Linked DNA regions of Zea mays: all the other regions are linked to region 1. The links are chromatin contacts, called in public Hi-C maps. All regions are on one chromosome and are shown on one strand. The core of a region is the stretch at or near the end of the contact, and the rest is flanking DNA. Distances in the headings are between cores, read along the strand shown.

Region 1 (4,232 bases), core at 853-3,352:
TGCAGAGAAAAAAAACATGTCAATACACTTAAAAGACTATGTACCCACAGTTGAATCACCTCCTCCTGATATAAGAAAACTCTGGTTTTCAGATATGCTAGTGAAGGTGATGCATGATACAAAGCTGCAAGAAGAGTCACAACCAATTGTCAACCATAGACTAAGCTCTGAAACTCCTATGACAGATCCCAACCAGTAAACCCAAATTGTTATATACATTAAAAGAACCTAAAAACAGAATTAAAAAACTGTCAACAATAGCATTGTACACCAAACATACTCTGTATGCCCAAGGCAAAAGCTCTGTATTTCATGGGCCCCTTTTAGAGGATTCTTTGGGAATAATGTGACCTGCAAAATTAATTGCAACACAATAAGAGAATAAGTCCAAATTTAAGATCCACTGATAGCCGTCAATCAGTGCAAAGAACAGAAGACACACTCGTATTTTGAAGTCCCTATCAGCAGTAGCAATGAACCGTCCATCTGGCGAAAACTTCTGCAATCCCAAGCAAACGATAAAGCATGGTTATACATGACATGAAAGGAGAAACAAATAAAACTGAAGTGTAGTAGACTTTGTGGGTTTGCCAAAAGATTACACATTCACTACTAAATAAATGTAGGACTTACAAATCCATACCACTGGTAATACAGAATTTAGAACTTGTTCATACCATGCTAGTGATGATACTGCAATAGTGACCAAGAATTGACACAGGTTTGTTATCAACTGAAACCTGCTCTGCACTATCTTCCCGCAAAGTGACTAACCAAACAACACCAAATTTATCTGCAAAAGATACATACAGGTCATCGTTGCTAATAACAACTGCACTGACCCTCTTCTCCGAAGTTCTGCAATAAAAAACATTGCAACAAATCCTTATTCAAATTACATTCTCAAAAGTGTGAAATTCACGGACAGAACTATGTAATGAATATGTCTTTTCGCTTAAATAACATCAACTGTGAAATATAATTATTGCAATGGAACAGAGTCCAAGAATATACTGTGGCTTACATAGTCTGGATGCAACGCCACGAATCAGTCTTCCAAACCTTCACAAGTTTGTCATCACCAGCTGAAGCAAACAAAGCTCCACTCACACTGAAGCAGATAGCTCTTATTGCGTCTGAATGAGAATGGCCACCACAATCATCTGACAATGAAACTGGATGACCAGCCCTGGAGGAAAAGAGTAAATATTTACTTGCACATTCCACCAAGTGAAATGCCGAGAAAAAAGTGCACCACTTCTCACTGGAACATGTGAATTCAGTATTCAGCAATATAAAACTAAGCACCCAGGACCCGATTTCGTTACTAACAATTTACACAGCCTGACCCAAAAGAGGAATTTCATCGTTTTCTTAAAGAAAATTTTCCGTTCCTCTCCACACGAAACTGTTATAAGAGAATACAGCAACCGCTAAGCAGATATATGATTCAGTTAAAAAACGCACTACCCCTCCACCAATATCTATAAATCGTGTAAAAAACACGAGCACTTTCTGCATAACAGGTCCATGTTTAATTATGAAGCGGCGATAGAAGCGAACAGGGTATTCCAGTTTCCAAACCTGAGATCAAACACGCGGAGCTCGGGCCCGATGGCGACGGCGACGGAGTTGCCGTGTGGGTGGGCGGCGACGAGCGCCGGCGCGAACTCCGCCGCACCGCTCAACTCGGGCTCTTCGACCGCGTTGTCCTCCATTGCAGCGGGAACAGCAGGAGCAGCAGGATAGGGAGCTCGGATTCGAATCGAGCGCGAGACGGAGGAGGCCGGGAGGGATTCGGGATTAGGGTTTACAGGCAGTTAGCACATGGGGCCCAGATACCAGTGTCATGTAGGAGAGTCCGGAAGGTTGAAAGCTTGGAAAGCCCAAACCCCAAAGGGCGAAGGCATTTCTGTTGGTCAGTTGGTGTTGGGCCTCCACCAATACTACCTTCGTGGGACTGCCCAATCCCACGACCCACGGAAAGCCGAGATGAACGCAGCACGTCGATGAACGGCTCAGATTCGCCACCCCACCTGGCCGCGCTTATATATAAAGTATCCACCCGCCGCTCTAGTCCCACTCCCCGCCGCCGCCGCCACTTGCTCGCCTTTGCCCCTTCTGTCTCCCTTCGTCCGTAGCAGACCAGGAACGCCCAAGGCGCTAGCGTCTCCAAGATGGTGCGCTCACTAATCCGATACGCTGATTCACTTCGGTTTTGTTGGTTGCTCTTCGATCTAATGATATTACGCATTCTTTCTTGGAAATCTGGGCAGGTGCTGCAAAACGACATTGACTTACTCAATCCACCGGCAGAGCTTGAGAAGCTAAAGCACAAGAAGAAGCGGCTAGTCCAGTCCCCCAACTCCTTCTTCATGGTATTCCTCTTCATGCCCTTTTCTAATTCTGCGTGGCGAGGTGTTGCAAATCGTGCCGAAAAGAGACCCAACGAATGTACCATTTGAATTTAGTTTTTTTGAAAAATGTTGATTTGGTTTGGAAGAGAGTATTAGAAACTGGATTCAGTATCAAAAACTACATAAAAAATAGTTGCAACAAAGCACGTTGAGCTAGATTCTGCAGGGTATGTATAATTCATCAACCAAGTTGTGTTCAAGTAGAGCTAAAATCTGAAAACATAAATGAATTTTGATATTGTGTTTATTAACTTGTATTAATATTAATATCTGCTCTTATGCCTGTTTGGAGACTGACTCTAATCATCTACTTTTTTCGTTTTTCTTCTCCCTTTGTGTCCAGGATGTCAAGTGCCAGGGCTGTTTCAGCATGTAAGGGTTCTTGGCTCTTGCTGTTGTTTTAGTATTTGGTTACTTCAATTGCAATTGATATCGACGCTGTGTCATTTGATTTTTACATTGAATGTTTAGCATGCCCAGTTTAGTAGTAGGTACTAGCTAGTTGATATGTTAAAATTACTTAAGAAACCTGTACAATTGCATTCTTTTTGGGGTGGGGGTAATAGTTGGTAACAAGGGTGAAGCAACACTTTTGGATTATAATCAGTCTGGGATGGTAGCAGGCTAGACTGAAAGCAACCTGCAAAACTAAGTCTAAACTAAGCCTGGATGTTGGTTTGTGGGCTAGTCTGCTCTCATCACAGTATGCATGTGAAGAAAATAATGTTGATTGGTACTGATTCTGATCTTGGTGCAAATTGCATATTTTAGTTAGTTTCTAGTTTTGCTGATATAAGTATGTAGGTCACTCATTTGAATTTGGTACAATAATTGCAATTGATAGTGATGGCTAGCTTATTTGATTTGCTTGCTCTTTGGAATGATGTAGAAACTGTATCTTGGTCAAAGTTGTTTCACTCAGCTGTTGTTTCAAGGAGGTTGAGAGATGACACACCTTGCCCCACTTGCATCCCTAATCACAGCATTCATGTGCAGAAAAAAATTTAATTGATACTGAAACTGATCTTGGTGCAATTTATTTGCAATTGATAGTGATATCAGTTGATTTGTTCATGAGTAGGTCTTCCGTGTGTTGTGATGGCTAGCTTGTTTGATCTTTGTAGTGGGTGTGCAAACAGTATTTTGGTCAAATTCAGCTGATGTTCCAAAGAGGTTGAGTGATCACGCACCTAGCAAATGTTTGGACTGCTAAGCTTTCTTGCAATTATCTGTGATATTTAAACATTATCCTTTGTTGAAGGTGATTACAGTTGTATGGTTCTTTGGGATATCAGCATGCTGAACAAATCAAATGCTTGCTGTATCTTACTCGTTTTTTTGTGATTGCAGAACCACTGTGTTCAGCCACTCCCAGACTGTGGTTGTGTGCCCAGGCTGCCAAACTGTTCTGTGCCAACCTACCGGTGGGAAGGCCAGGCTCACCGAGGGGTGCTCCTTCCGTCGCAAGGGCGATTAGGTCCTGCTTCTCTTAACGTGAGAAGAGATAAATTTGGTGTTTTGCAACTTTCTCAGGATATGTACTCGGTGAGGATTTTGTTAATTATTATGGCTGTTAGCGTGGCCTGACAATGCTTGTGTAAACCTGCACTTTGTTTGAGCGTAGTGACAGCTAATATGGTGCTGTTTGGCTTTTGCTGAGGGAGTGGCAATGCAAATGAAATCAACTGGTGGCGTTATTTGTCAGGGTTTAACTGAAAGTGCCATTTGTTTGGTTAGCTTGGATAATGCTCTTTCCATTTAGGTGATGTTTGGTTTAAGGATGTAAATGGTCGGTAAAATTCGGTAAATTTCTGG
Region 2 (4,232 bases), core at 1,025-3,524, 200 kb after region 1:
TTTTCGAATGAGTTACGGTTCCTATCTGAGGTTGCAACGTCAAGTTGGACCTCGTGGTATTGGTTGGGGCGTATTCTATCAAGGCCACTGCTAGACTGATAGAGCGCTGCGCAATGTCGTATTGGTTGGGGCCACAGCCTCCCATTGAAATTCGATCAAAGATAGAATGTGTTTTGCACTATGCATTTTTTCTCTCTCGTAAAGATTTCACTAGTCAACTTTCATTTAGTACCGAGTACTGATGTTCACATTGTAAACATGAGATTACACCCCATAACTTTCATTTCAGAGTGCCCGGACATCATCAGGCTTAGGCATAGCTAGTGGATACAGTGGAATGGTGGGAAGGCCTGACACTGATGCATCGATGGTAGAGGCAAAATATCCAGCACTTCGGTTCAAGCAACACTTGACAGCATATGTCGAGAAGATATACGGGATAATCAGAGATAACCTGAAGAAGGAAATAAGTCCGTTCTTGACAATGTGCATACAGGTATAGCAACTAAGCCATTTCCCTTACCAGGATATGACGAAATACAATTTTCTAACCATTGTCGATTTTCATAGGCTCCAAGAGCTAACCGTGTGAGGCCATCACGGGGATCACTAAAAAGCATACACTCTAATGCACTAGCTAGGCAAGCATCAAGTCTGCATTGGCAAAACATTGTCAAGTGCCTGGATCATACACTGGAAACGATGAAAAAAAACTATGTGAGTCTATTCTTGATATTTTCCAGCTGCCTTACAGTTAGGGAACTGCACAAGTACATTGCTGAATTTAATTTCAACCTTGTAGGTAGCTCCGGTGATAATCAGGAAAACATTTAACCAAGTATTTGCATACTTGAATGTGCAACTCTTCAACAGGTGCTGCTATATCCCATTCCAATTCTTAGAAAAACTTGACTGCACAGTTCATATGGGATACCAAAAATATCCTTGGTACATGCTTTACATGGTTGATTCCGTACTGTATCAAATTTCTACCTTTTTTTTTTGTTTAGCTTACTGCTTCGTCGGGAATGCTGCTCTTTTAGCAATGGGGAGTTCTTAAAGGCTGGTTTACAAGACCTGGAGCAGTGGTGCTCTAGGACAACTGAAGAGGTGAATAACTCTTTTCTCTCTCTTAGTACATGTTCGATTACGGGTGGCAGGATTGAAGGGGATTAATTCTCTATCGCTATTCAATTTTGAATAGAAAGGGATTTAATCCCCACCAATCCCCTCAATCAAACCGAAGCCTTAGTAATTTTTTAACAAGACAAAAACTATAATCAGTAAGAGAGTGCTAATTAAGGTGAAACATTCTCCATAATGCAGTATGTAGGGACGTCCTGGGATGAACTGCAACACATTAGGCAGGCAGTCGGGTTCCTGGTATGCATGAAAAACATGCAGTTATTTTAACTGATATACTAGTTTGATCTGTCTACTTATTAGATGAATCCAAATCACAGGTTTTGCATCAGAAATCACACAAAATCCTGGAGGAAATTACGAATGAGATTTGCCCTGTAAGCTGCAACGAAAGCATCTTATAAGTGCTTAGGTTTTCTTCAAGCTAGCAAGTATGTATGAAATGCTGTGTGTTTTCACAGGTTTTGAGCATAACTCAAATATACCGCATAGCAACGATGTTCTGGGACGACAAGTACGGTGCACAAGGCGTATCTCAAGAGGTAAGCGCATGACTTCTGCCTGCTAACTTCACATGGTTAGACAAATACGCAATCCCAAGTGCATTCGGCATCCTGAATGCGTCTCTATGCGTTGCTGAAGAGAAAATCTTAGCAAGAGCCAACTTTGTTTCAGGTCATTGGAAGGATGAGAACGATGACAACGGACGACTCAGTAACTACTCCAAACAGTTCGTTCTTGCTGGACGACGACTCAAGGTATAATCACTAGTTCAGTACTGATGCAGCAGATGACATAGCTGCAACTGCAACAGTGACTCATCTAACGCCCAAACGAATGAAAATGCAGCATACCGATATCGTTGGATGACATAGCTCGGCTGATGCTTCACATCGATCCGTCCGATGTGGAACCGCCCCCGCTACTGAGGCAGAATTCTCAGTTTCACTTTCTTCTGCAGCAGCACACGGACTGATATCTTCTACAGATAAAGAGCAGAATGAATGGTACAGTTACTTGTGGAGTTACAGGGAACTGAAGATTTTTTTTTAGGAGTGCACAGATTGAGTTGTGATTTTTTTTCCCTTCCTTTTTTTTATGGTTTTGGGTGGGAAATGGCTACAAAGAAAGGGAAATATAGGGTATATCGTGATATCATTCATTTGATTGGTTTGATTGTTTGGAACAGAGAGATTTGTAATTATTTGAATATGTATATAAATTATAGAAGCATCTGATCACACTGCGGCCTGTGCTACGTGGCGACACACGATTGGGCACCTCACGTGGACCGTCTTCTACGGTGCCCTGTGAGGTGGAGGTCCGGCACGGGTCAGAACACTCTGGCGACTAACACGTACGCTCATCGCCGGGCACGGACAGAACCTATATAACTCCTGGGCCTGCCGTCGGAGGATCGATCAGCAACAGCAAAGGCACAGCTCGCAAGTGACAAGACGAACTGAACATCCATCCGATCGAGACAAAGGTCATCCAGCGATGCCGCCGAAGCCCAGTATTCTGGCTCTCGTTCTGGTCTCTCTTCTTTGCTCGGGGTACCTGTGCGGGGCGGCTGATGGCGCGGAGGCGTGGAAGAGGAGGAAGGCGGCGTCGAGTCCGGTGATCGGCATCAACCTGGGCACCACGTACTCGTGCGTCGGGGTGTACCGGAACGGGCACGTGGACATCGTCGCCAACGACCAGGGCAACCGGATCACGCCGTCCTGGGTGGCGTTCACCGACGACGAGCGCCTCGTCGGCGAGGCCGCCAAGAACCAGGCGCCGCTCAACCCGCAGCGCACCATCTTCGATATCAAGCGCCTCATCGGCCGGAGGTTCGACGACGAGGAGGTGCAGCGGGACGTCAGGTACCTACCGTACAAGGTGGTGAACAAGGGCGGCAAGCCGTACGTGGAGGTGCCGATGAAGGGCGGCGAGCGGAGGGCGTTCAGCCCCGAGGAGATCAGCGCCATGATCCTGTCCAAGATGCGGGAGACGGCCGAGTCCTACCTCGGCCAGCGCGTCGCCGACGCCGTCTTCACCGTGCCGGCCCACTTCAACGACGCGCAGCGGCTGGCAACCAAGGAAGCCGGCACCATCGCGGGGCTCAACGTGCTGCGGATCATCAACGAGCCCATGGCCGCGGCGATCGCGTACGGGCTGGACAGGGAGGGCGCGGAGGTGAACGTGCTCGTGTACGACCTCGGCGGCAGCACCTTCGACGTCACCGTGCTCAGCATCGACGGCGGCGTCTTCGAGGTGCTGGCCACCAGCGGCGACACGCACCTCGGCGGCGAGGACTTCGACCAGCGCGTCATGGACCATTTCATCCGCCTCATCAGGCGGAAGCACGGCAGGGACATCAGCAAGGACGGCCGCGCGCTGGGCAAGCTGCGGCGCGAGTGCGAGCGTGCCCAGGACGCGCTCAGAAGCCAGCACCAGGTGCGCGTCGAGGTCGAGTCCCTATTCGACGGCGTCGACTTCGCGGAGCAGCTGACCAGGGCCAAGTTCGAGGAGCTCAACGTGGACCTGTTCAGGAAGACGCTGGGCCCCGTCAACAAGGCCATCGGCGACGCCAAGCTCAATAAGTCTGACATCGACGAGATTCTGCTCGTCGGCGGCAGCACCAGGATCCCCAAGGTGCAGGAGCTCCTTAGGGAGATGTTCGACGGCAAGGAGCCTAGCAAGGGCATCAACCCCGACGAGGCCGTGGCCTACGGAGCCGCCGTCCAGGGCAGCATCTTCAGCGACGAGAGAGGCGCCGAGACCGAAGGTATAATGCCGCCGGTCAGTGATGCTGTTTTTTTTTTCTTTCACTTGCCTGTGTGCAATTTGCGGTTCCACCTCGACGCTGACAAGTAATTCTCCTAGTCCATGTTTGGTGGCCAGACACCCTGTTCGACTTCGACATGGGACGGACACGGATGACGCTGGGGGTCGAGACGGCTGGCGGCGTGATGACGAAGCTGATCCCGCGGAACACGTTGATCCCAGTGAAGAAGTCGCAGGTGTTCACGACCTCCGAGGACCACCAGACGACTGTCTCGATCAAGGTGTTCGAGAGCGAGCGCAGCCTGACCAAGGACTGC
Region 3 (4,232 bases), core at 1,022-3,521, 180 kb before region 1:
GTTTTTATAACCCATCTCAAGGAGACGTTTGCGTGTGTCGGTCATAAGAAGAGCATGCCCATTGTGTACAGGATTGCGAAGCTGAAAGGCAAATACTGCATCAGCATTGCGCCTGGCAAACTCTTCACGCAGCTGTGCTGGAGACAGGCGATACTGATCTAGACCATCGTTGTACTTGATTGGTTCTATAACCTCCAAGTCCCCACCAACCAACCAGTCACCAGCATTGGTAATTGCCTCCTCGACATAAGGTAATCCAGGTGCAGTTGTCCCCCATGTCCGTGCTACCCTTTCTTCCTTATTATGCTTATAGATCTCAATGCTGCAAAAGAGAGGAAGAGTCTTAGGCTTGCTAAGATCATTGTGTTTTAAGTTTCCCTTCCTCTTAATGAAACATGTGTACAGGCACATTTGTGAAAAAGAGAAAAGAGTGTCACAGCAGGGAGTGAAATTAAAACTGATACTTACTTGTCATACCAACAGGTTATGCAATAATTAACATGAACGTCATTGTTTTCATTAGCAATCGGATAGATATCTACAATAAAGAATGTGTTTTTCTCATGGCTTGAGATTACAGAGGCACAGAGACATACATGGATGACGTTACCACGCCACTAACGTTTGATAACTACACCTGTAAAACTGACATTCTATTTCCCTCTTCTCTCTGATGATTTGACACTCTTAGGAGTTTGTGAAAAACAAGGGGATGAAATAAAATTATTAGCATGACATGTGAGGATCTTATCACATGGCACTTTTAAATGAATATACCTATAATACTGGGACGCGGCGAAATGTGAAACACAGTATTATTATTAGCGTGACATACTGACATGTAAGGTTATTATCAAGCTACACTTTTAAATGAATGAATATATCTATAATACTAGGACGCGGAGAAAATGTGAAACACAGTTATCTACTAGAGAAAGTGATCTAAGATTTAGAATAATACAGTGAGTCCGAGATCCGAGGTCCGAGGGTATGTCTATTGGCCTAGACCAACTGCGACTTGGCTGATAACGACCAACACATACAGACAGATATCTTGATATAGTAGGAAGCTATTTCTAGCTGTAATAGTACAACTGACAAAAGAGGAAACCACCTCCTATAAAAAACATGTTTGTTGTCAAGATGATTCTACTTGATAGAAATTTCACCTAACAACAGTTAGCTCTGCAATACCAAGTTATGTACTTATCATTCAGTAAATGACCGGTAACAGAATCAGTACTAACATAGTAAAATTATGGAAGGCACCTACACATTGTTGAGAGGGCCAAGCTCTGCGCCTTATGAAAGAGGGAAGACATGTGCGTTTTGAATTCATGTATGTTTGTAGCTAAAGAGGTTATTCATGAACCTAATTAACCAGAAGCACAGGCTCACAATTCCAAACCCTGCTGGCAACTACCAGCAATTATTTCTTTTGCGCAACCATGAGATCCTCATATGTTCTATTCTATCATCTTCAGTTACCAACGCACATACAGGCATAGGACCAGCGACAGGACAAGCCCACAAAACAAGCAGCAAGGGGGAATCGGTTGTCTTACTCGCTGAGGACGGCGATGGGGCGGTCGCGCTCGTCAACGAGCGCGACGCGCGTGGCGCCGTCGGCCTGGATGGCCCTTCGCTGTGCGTCCCCGACAGAGAGCACGATGGGGACGGACATGTTGACCATCCTGCCATCCTGGCCGCGGATGGCATTGAAATGAAGTGCTTGGAGGAACTCATGCTCGCGCATGAACCCTTGCAGCGGGCTCGCCCACCCTTCGCTGAGGACGTGGACCCATTCCTTGTCGACGCGGCCCAAGCGCAGCCGGTGCGGCAGCTCCGCCGCCTCCCGCCGCAGCGCCGCGCGCCGCCCGCCCTCCTCGGGCGCCACCAGGTCCACCAGCCGCCCGCCGTCGGGCTCGATCAGGCTGGCCCGGCACCGCACCCCGAGGCGCGCCACCGCCGCGGTCCTGGACGTCCCCGCCTTCACGCCCAACTTGGCGCTACCCACCGCCGCAACGGCCACCCGGGCCGGGCCCGGCGCCGGCGCCACCGCCACCGCCACGGCGCGGTCGCGGCCCGGCTGCGCGGCGAGCTGCGAGAACCCTGCGAGGAAAGCGGCCTGTGTCGCCATGCCAAGGTGGTTTCTGCAGCTCGATTCGGCTCGGGCGGTGGCGCGCCTCGTCCACCTCTGCCTCCTCCACTTCACGCCTTGGTCTCCTCTTTATATTGCGGGTGCGTTTTGTTTGGTTTTGTGAAAGGCGGCCACCACCGGACCTTCGCAGTGGCTGCGTGGGTGATTTGATTAGGAAAAGGCAAGAGGGGAGGCGGGTGCGCGTGAACCTGGATGGGATTGCGGGGCGGGAGGGACATGGCCGCGGTGAACACAGTCTGCCGGGCGGGGCGGGGAAGGGCAACGTGGGTCAGCCAGGGTTAATGGGGGTTGATGAGGATGCATCATGCCTGCTTGGCTTTTGGTGTTTTGTTTAGGATGCTGAGCAGGTTGGATTTGGACTGCTGTTAGTGTGATGACACCTTTTCAACGTCTGAACCTACGTGTCTTTGTGCTAAGGGTTTCTCTACGCAGGTCAGGTTTGTGGTACGGTGGTCATCAGCCATCAGCCATCGGCCATGATCGAAAGAGATCAAGAAAAGATGTGGGTGAAGTATTCCCTATGCGAAGGCTACAAGGAGTTGGACGACAGTTTTGTTTTTTTTATCCCAAATCAATTTCATTATTTCTTTTTGAATTTGACATGCCTTGCGCAAAGCCGCAAACATCAGGAAATGGAGGGTGTCTAACCTCAGTTCTAAAAACTAGGAGTTAACCTACAGCAAGTGCTATGGTAGCAATCCAATTAACATAATCAATTTGCAAAGTACATACGCTAATCATTGAGCGATTCTTTTAGCATTTAGTATCTAGAGCTAAATGATTGGAGTTTCAATATATTAGCAATGTTCCTCAACTTCCAATGAATGAACGATTGCGGTAGTATTTATAGCCTCTCCACTCCAAAAGAGCAGTTGGAATCAAACATACATTTCCGTGATGCACTAAACTGTCCAAGCAAGTTCCATGCCCACTAGCCGTTGTCTACCATTCAAGCCTGGGTATCTGGTGCTACACCGGACATATCCGGTGAGTGTTACCCAACTTGGTTGCATTCGCATCCCTCTCTATGTACGCTGTCTCCATCGAATACATTCGGTGCGTTGTAGACCCCACACACGCTTTGCATGGCTTACTAGGTGTTTTGTCTGGTGTGGCATTTAGTGCACACGTACGCGTACAATGAACTCACTCTTTAGCACAGTCTTGAGCACAGGCACTGCACATGTCCGGTGCAACATAAGGTGTATTACTTGACACGCCCGATACACTCTGCAACATATTTTATCCGTGACTTCTTATTTCTTCGCTTGAACTTCTTCTATCTTACGTCTTGGACTCTTGCATTATATTAATAGATCTTTAGTGAGTCTTTAAATGTCTTGCTTTAAGATGTTGATCTCCTTGATAACCTCATTGTCTCTTATCAAGTCCACACTGCATCCTTTTTATCTATAATTATAAAAGCTAGCACACACATTATTGCAAATGATTATATTATTCATCAAACACTAAAAAACTTAATCAAATGTGTCGTGGTCTATTCTTCTTATAATCTATCCTCGTTTTTTATGACAAAGCAAGCAAAAAATCATAATACATAAGGTAAAATGCAATCTACTTGGTAGGGTGCATATGCACAGACAAGATTCATACGTTACAAAAGGATATCAAATAAAAGTATATATACTAAAGAAATATATTGCCTATGTGAAATACCCATATACTGTGGTATTATGGACTTAAGCTTGTCCCATTATTAGACCACATTCTTCTTATCTTGAACCGAAACCCGTAACAAACCACTTGCGACTTTTGAAAATTTTAAAAGAGTTTGTTATTTGATGAGCTTTGGACTTTCTTTTGATCCTCGAATTTCTCTCGCTTTAGAATCAAACACCAAAAGAAATACATTAAAGCACTTAGAAATGGTAAAAAAACTTGTGATCCCTAAAAAGATTTTATTCATTAGAGAAAGTTCTTTCCCTTTGGTGAAGTAATCTCCATAATGTGAAAAGGATTATCTCTCTGTAAAAAAACTCTCACATTTTTGTAAAAATTCTAGCATTTTGGAAAAGTTCTCATCAGTTGTTTTTTCTTTAGAAAAATTATG

Evidence for each region. Hi-C and Micro-C count contacts between places; a contact is called where the count stands out from the background.
Region 2: a Hi-C map of ear shows a contact between it and region 1, with 1.6 times the contacts expected there. The contact joins the promoter of LOC103625886 here to the promoter of LOC103625888 in region 1. A contact is called at or near these places in 5 of 25 Hi-C or Micro-C datasets (bundle sheath, ear, endosperm and 2 more).
Region 3: a contact with region 1 is called in a Hi-C map of bundle sheath, with 1.8 times the contacts expected there. The contact joins the promoter of LOC103625889 here to the promoter of LOC103625888 in region 1. A contact is called at or near these places in 2 of 25 Hi-C or Micro-C datasets (bundle sheath and leaf).

Annotation. Positions count from the first base shown.
Region 1 is chr5:7,990,870-7,995,101 of Zm-B73-REFERENCE-NAM-5.0, reverse strand. LOC103625888 (40S ribosomal protein S27) reads left to right here and starts at 2,102. Exons shown (of 4, transcript NM_001156130.2): 1 at 2,102-2,180; 2 at 2,277-2,378; 3 at 2,761-2,789; 4 at 3,768-4,127. The coding sequence starts at 2,178. The coding sequence ends at 3,894. It overlaps LOC100273070, which reads right to left and starts at 1,782. Exons shown (of 10, transcript NM_001365730.1): 1 at 1,585-1,782; 2 at 1,025-1,189; 3 at 678-858; 4 at 443-499; 5 at 281-351; 6 at 49-124. The coding sequence starts at 1,718.
Region 2 is chr5:7,794,965-7,799,196 of Zm-B73-REFERENCE-NAM-5.0, reverse strand. It overlaps LOC103625886 (heat shock 70 kDa protein BIP2), which reads left to right and starts at 2,274. Exons shown (of 2, transcript XM_008646286.3): 1 at 2,274-3,916; 2 at 4,033-4,232. The coding sequence starts at 2,644. LOC103625885 (myosin-12) reads left to right here. Exons shown (of 40, transcript XM_020537869.2): 32 at 290-496; 33 at 571-717; 34 at 803-873; 35 at 1,011-1,110; 36 at 1,327-1,383; 37 at 1,464-1,520; 38 at 1,605-1,685; 39 at 1,819-1,901; 40 at 1,993-2,386. The coding sequence ends at 2,119.
Region 3 is chr5:8,173,762-8,177,993 of Zm-B73-REFERENCE-NAM-5.0, reverse strand. It overlaps LOC103625889 (ATP-sulfurylase 3, chloroplastic-like), which reads right to left and starts at 2,271. Exons shown (of 5, transcript NM_001301566.1): 1 at 1,566-2,271; 2 at 1-322. The coding sequence starts at 2,140.